Linked DNA regions of Gossypium hirsutum: region 2 is linked to region 1. Evidence: chromatin contacts called from public Hi-C data. All regions are on one chromosome and are shown on one strand. Each heading gives the region's core, a stretch centred on a gene start, on an enhancer-like site or on the middle of the called end of the contact. The rest is flanking DNA. Distances are from core to core; before and after follow the strand shown.

The links. A called contact is a pair of places that touch in the nucleus more often than the background predicts.
Region 2: a Hi-C map of leaf shows a contact between it and region 1, with 2.0 times the contacts expected there. The contact joins the enhancer-like site here to the promoter of LOC107891994 in region 1. A contact is called at or near these places in 2 of 34 Hi-C or Micro-C datasets (hypocotyl and leaf).

The regions. Positions count from the first base shown.
Region 1 is chrA11:21,294,898-21,298,219 of Gossypium_hirsutum_v2.1, forward strand. LOC107891994 (amino acid transporter AVT6A) reads right to left here and starts at 1,465. Exons shown (of 6, transcript XM_016816945.2): 1 at 976-1,465; 2 at 364-887; 3 at 56-208. The coding sequence starts at 790.
Region 2 is chrA11:21,509,417-21,512,738 of Gossypium_hirsutum_v2.1, forward strand. No RefSeq gene overlaps it. Among protein-coding and RNA genes, the nearest start is that of LOC107912709, 16 kb to the right of the region's middle. Within about 2 kb of position 1,610, at least 4 of the 9 cell types and tissues checked have an H3K27ac peak or open chromatin away from gene starts, as enhancers often do. A contact at or near this core is called in leaf, where this site is marked.

The DNA of each region.
Region 1 (3,322 bases), core at 215-2,714:
AAATGATATAATAAAGTGTATTGCTAGATTCTATAAGGACAACCGAGACACTAACCGATCCGTTTGAAACATGCCAATGGAGAGAAGATGCCCAGTGTAGTGACAATAAGGACAAAGGTACGCCCATTCCACCAGTGTTCTCCGAACCACCCTTCAAGGACACCAGCATGGTGAACTCCACTAGATGATGTTCCAGAAAGCACATCACCTTCAAGAACCAATAAACCATCATAAGCTCATAAGCAAATTTACACATTTCCATAAGATCAGGCAAGAGAAAACTATCTAGGAAATAAATGATTGAACAAGAAGGTGCAACCAGATATGTGTATGCAACTAAGTTGAATGAAATGGAAGTCATACCAATAATAATCATGTACACAATGAGAACACCAATGTTGTTAACTAAAACACAGATTTGCAGAAAGATTCTTCCATACTTTCCAAATGCATCCCCCATAAGACTTCCATAAGAAGTAGTTTTTCCAGCCCTACTAAACCTAAGCAAGAACTCAATCGAGGCATCAGTTAAGAATGCCATAAAGATGATCATAGCTATCCCAAGAATCAGTCCCAGAACTTTCATTGTAGCAGGCAAGGCCATGATCCCAGCACCAACAATTGTTGTTGATAAGTTAAACACCGCCCCAGTAAAAGAAGCTCCATTAAATTCATCATAACCAGCATCTTCATCTTGTCGTTTAGGTAACAAGGGAGCTGTATCATCAACAACATGTTTGCTCCTCCTTGACTTCCTCTCCTTCTTTGGTGTTATATCCCCAATTGTCATCTTTTAAATAACCCAAAATTCTCAAAGATTCAACTGTATACAGAAAATTTAAGCCACCTTACAAGCTAAAACCTAGCTTGAGCACGCTTCAGGAGATCTGTCTAAGTAGAAAGTAAAAAGTTCTACTTAATTCCTTCCTAACATAATCCAAAAAGAAAAAAGAAAAGAATTCTAACAGTACTAACCTGCAAAAATATACAAACTTTGCACTGTTTTGAAATCGATAAAAAGGGAGAATCTTCCAAATCTTCTAGACCAAAAGGTAGATCTTTTCCAAAAACAACACCAAAATAATCAATGAATGAACTTAATAAACCGAGAGTTTTGCAAACAACAGAAACTCAAGTGATCTACAAACTAAGAAAAAGGATAAGATTTTAATATCAAAAGCGAAGAGAAGAAAGCAACCCAAATTTCCAACCAACAGAACCTTAAAAACCAAAATTTTGTATGTCCTTGAATTGAATCTAATATAAGCACCAAAGCAGTAATTGAAGCCTAACCCAGAAATGAAAATTAAAATCTTGACCAAACCCAGAAGAGAGAGAATCAAAATATAAGAGCTTTGAAACAAAGAATTGGGGGTTATCCAACAACCAAAAAGCTAAGAAATAGTACTTATATGACCCCCTCGCCCAATTCTTGGTGTGTACCTTACTTTTATAGACAAGGCAAAGAAGGGACAAACTAGGCGGTAGAATGATGTACGGAAGGAGATAGTTCGATAGCGGTAAAAAAAATTAATTTTAAAATATAAAATTCGGTATCTTTAAATAATATTTTAATTTAATTTCGTTCAATTTCGGTTTCCCCCAGGATGATATATTTACCATTATAACGACAAATAAATTTGTTTAATTATATGTTAAAATGGGTGATAAGTGACAATTTTTTTTTTGAGCCAATAAGCAGTAGTTTTGAATCACTACATTTTGATTTATTCTTTGCTTAATTTGCTAAATAAATATTATAGTTTCATTCGATTTTCGTTTTTATTTTTAAATTTTTGGTATCAAATAAGTTTTGATTAAATTTATAAATGAGCGAAACAGTCAGACAATCCATCTTTATTATTTAATCCAGTCAATCTAAACTCAAATTATTATATTTGTTAGGATTACTTTTCTTGTAACAACATATCTAAACTCAAATTATTTAACCTAATTTTCAAGATAAGTCATTCACACTTATCTTAATTATATGAAAAAAAGTAATACATTTCTAATATCATTTTAAAAAAAATTATCATTAAAATTTCAAGACTAAACTATTTAGTTTTTAAAGCGCCTTTATTTTGGTCTAATTTTTTCACTTAATTTTTAATACGTTTTCATTTTAATCATTCAACTATTAAATTTCTAGTGGTGGTTAACTATTCACGATACATCATATTAAAAAAAAATTAAAACTTTTAGCAATGGATAAATAAATATAATTTGACAACTTTTAAAACATTACTTTAATTTTTATCATTTTCTATTTTAATTCTTAATTTTTTTTATTTTTACCCCGATAAGATTAAAAAAAAATTGAATAACTAACTAAAAGTTTACCCAAATTTAAATATGCTAAATTATAAAATCGAAAATTAAATTTTCATCCATAAATATAAAACACATCTTATAATCAATCATTTAACTCTACTAAAAACTCAGCAACGAAAATATTATTCATTAGAGGAAGTATGACAACCAATAATGTCAACGTCATTGCAGAAGGATTAACACATATCTGTTTGTTTGTTCATTATAATATGAGGGGGTAATCAAATAATGAAAGAAAATTGAAAACCATTTCTTTGGTGGAAAGTTATTTAAAGGGAAATTAGAGTGGTTGTTTTAAATTTGGTAGGGTCCAGTGAGATTTTTGTTTGCTATTTGCCAATATGGTATTATAAGTGGTTTCCCTTTTAGATATAAACCGAATTTGGTAAATTACTTTGTATTACTTTTTTGTGTTATATTTATGATTAAAATGTATATATTATTAGGGTAATTATCCCGAATTATTTTTGTTTTAGTTACTTTAATTTTTTTTATTAATTTGATCACCGTCATTAAAAAGATTAATCAAATGCTGATAAGAAATTTACAAGTAATTTTTTTCATTTCCTCTTTATTTTTTTCCCTTTCTAGACCCTTTTTATTATTATTTCTTTTATCTCTTCTTCTCCCTTTCTATTCTTTCTTTTCCTTCTCTTTTTCCCCCTACAAATCCTAGTAGCGGCACTTTCATTATTGCTACTATTAGATTTGGGTGGTCTAATTAGCCAACGAACATTGTCGTTCATCCCTACTTTTCGCTCTCGCCTTTCTTTTCTTATTTCACTTTTGTTATTCTTTTTCTTTTTTTAGAACCACTTAGTCGCCACTCCTTTCTCAACCATTGCTGTCATTAGCCGTTTCATCTCCAATAATTAAACACACTGAAACACCTCTTCTGTCTCCTCTCTCTCTTCTCCAATATAGTTTCTTTTGAAATGAACTCAAAACCCCTCAAAAATTTCATTAAACTGAAATCAAGAACTCATAC
Region 2 (3,322 bases), core at 360-2,859, 210 kb after region 1:
GAAAGGGTTGTACATTCTTGAATTTGAATCCTCACTTATAGAGTTATACAAAAGTGGTTAAAGTATTATAGAGGTCTTTTATTAGAAGTGAAATTATATTTTATTTTTTTATTTAAAAATAAGTAAATTAGTATTTATATGTTGGATCAAATAGTAATTTGGTAAAAATCCATTCAATTTTACTCAGTTTTTAACAGTAGAAATGGATGAAATTAACAGAAGAGCCGGTTTACTTTTTAATCTAATGTACAAGGACTAATTTGTTCTTTTTTTAATAAAGGAAGCAAAATGCAATCCAAATCTTAATATAAAAACTTCTATAATACTTTTATCTACAAAATTTGAATCTTAAATATTTCAATGTCATATTTTAAGAGTAGCCATGAACAAACTAAGCTCAATAATGAGTTCAAAACTATAAATAATTTGAAGGTTTTAACTTTGATCAAAACAATGTAACAAAATACATATAAACATAATTCTCATAGTTACTTTTGTGAACTTATGATTCATATGTTTATACAATTCCAAAATATAATCGTAACGAATTTCAATTAATTTTCACATTCACATTTTTGCCTACCCATTTATATTTAAATTCAAAATCTCAAATTTATATTCTAAAAAAGAAATTTTACAAGACGAGTTTTTTAAGTGACATATTAGGCTTTCGTCACCAAAACAATGCATACGTCAAGATATTTTTATAAGACATTAGTAAAAATTCATCAAAAATGTTTTAGTCATTGTATTATGATTAAGTTTCGGATTCAATTATTGTACCCTAATTTAATTATTTTTAATCTTTATGTAATATTATCACATGTATTATATAATGTCAACTTATTATTTTCATGTAATATTAAAAATGTGTCATTTGAGTTAAGGGTTTAATAGCTACTTATAGAGTTATGATTGGAATTTTGAATATATAAAAAGTAAGTGGGCTAAAATAATATAATTAGAGAATATAGACTAAATCCACAACTTACGCATAGTATGAGATTAATAATAGAATTTGACCTAATGAATTAATCGCTATCATTTGGGTTAAGACTAAAATTTAAATTTTAAAAAGTTTAAAAACTAAAATTAATCAAATTAAAGTACAAAAACTAAATTCACGACTTACATATTTTACAAGAATTAATAATAAAATATAACCATCAAAACTCTTACTTTAGTGTCTTGAAAATATTATGTCAAGATTAGAGAGGGACGGAAATACTTTTAGTCTCCCCGTAAAAATATAAATTTGATGTATTGATAATATATAATTTAAATGGTACATTATTAAATTTAAGACTATTTTTAAGGTTTTTATCATATAAAATTTAAATAAAACGAAATGTATATTTATTATAGATGAATACAAAAAAAATATTATAGTCAATAATCTTTATATTTAGTGACAAAAACATTATATTATAAACATGAAATTTAAATTCGATCCGAGCAACCCTATACTCCTCCGATTATTAAAAGAAAAATTTACTATAAATAGTCATTGAGAATAAATTATATAAAAAAGAAATAAAGTCGTAAAACTTCTGTACATGGTAATGGACCCATTTAAATGGGGTGGTTAAGGACATGTCTGGACCATTGCCTTGAAGTTCAAAAAATTTTCAAAGTTCAGATAATGTTCATTGGTGACAATTCCGAGGCAATTGACAAAGAATTTGCTTCCCAAAAGTTGGACTCTAATTTATGTGTAAACTATAAAATATTGGTCAACGAAACTAGAATTATATTGAATTGTATGTATTGGTCTACCAAATAACAAACAGTCAAATATCTATTTTCTTTGTTCGAAGTTATAAAATCTAATTTTTGGACAACATATTGGATTAAATTTTCATAACCTTCCCCTTTTTTCCCCTATGCTGCATAAATAGATTTCTTCATGATGTTTGTAGACAAGTATATCGTGTTACATTTTACGTCATATTAATAATTATTTTTTTGTGTTTTAAGTGTCGAAAATGATAAGATGTAGTTTTTTATTGCATATAGCCGCAGATTTGTTCATGAACACAAGCAATATTTTTTTACCCGTAATTGATTGGGTTTAAGGATATTTCACATTTCAGACCAAAAGGATTTGAATTACTATTTATGCAATAAATTTTTTTATTTATTTAAGCTTAACTACAAAATTGATATAAAAATCTTAATATTAGTTTGAAAGTGAAAAGTGAAATTAACACCTCTACTAAAAAACTAGTTAATCCCCATACTTTCACCTAAGTAAACCATATATAAATATACTGGCCTGAATATCAAATAATGACGTGAAAATAATAAAACATATGATGTGGGCAAAAGAAATAATAAAATACTTGAAATATGAACAAAATACCACAAATTTGATGGCATTTTAAACAATAGTATGTTTAAGCAACACAGTGGACTTGCATTTTCGACAAAATAGTATTAGACCTTCCTTCCCAAAGCTTATTTTACTTACCACTATGACGACTTAATGACATAATGAGCAATCATAAAGAACTGAATCTATTGAACATCTACCGAGGATGGGTAAAACCGAAACCAGATCAAGCCGATGCAAAGACCGAATCATCAAACAAGAGTTGGTGACATATTTAGAAGGAAAATGAGTCACTTCAAAGAAAGCTGACTCGAAAATCTCTTCCATGAGTTCAGCTTCTTAGAATATCTATTCAAAGTAATACATTCTATTGTACTTAGTTCTAAGTAAATCCCAAAATTATATCAGGCCGATGCAAGATCGAATCATAAAAAGCAAGAGCTAGCAACATATTTAAACGGAAAATGAGTCACTTCGGAGAAAGCTGATTCAGACTTTCCTTTAAGTGAAAAGTAAAGATCCATGAATTCAGCTTCTTAGAATAACTATTCTGTATCTATGGCTACTGGAAGTACCGCATTCTATTGTACTCAGTTCCAAGTAAAACTAAATTACATCAAGGCAATGCAAGATTGAAATGAGCCGCTTCAATGAAAGCAGAGTCGAAAATTTTTTCTAGGTGAAGATTCATTAATTCAGCTTCTTAGAATATCTGTTCTATGTTTATAGGAATAAAAACTACTACTTCCTAATGTACTTAAAGTTCAAGTAAAATCAAAATCAGATCGAGCCAACGGAAGATCAAATCATAAAAGTATTTAAATGGAAAATGAATGGCTTTGAAGAAAGCTGACTCAAAAATTTCTTCAAAAGTGAAAGGTGATGTGAAGATGAATATATTCTTCTTGGAATATCTATATTGAAAGTACTACATACTAATGCACTTAAAGTTCCAAGCAAAACTGAAATTCAGTTGACTCAATGAAAAAT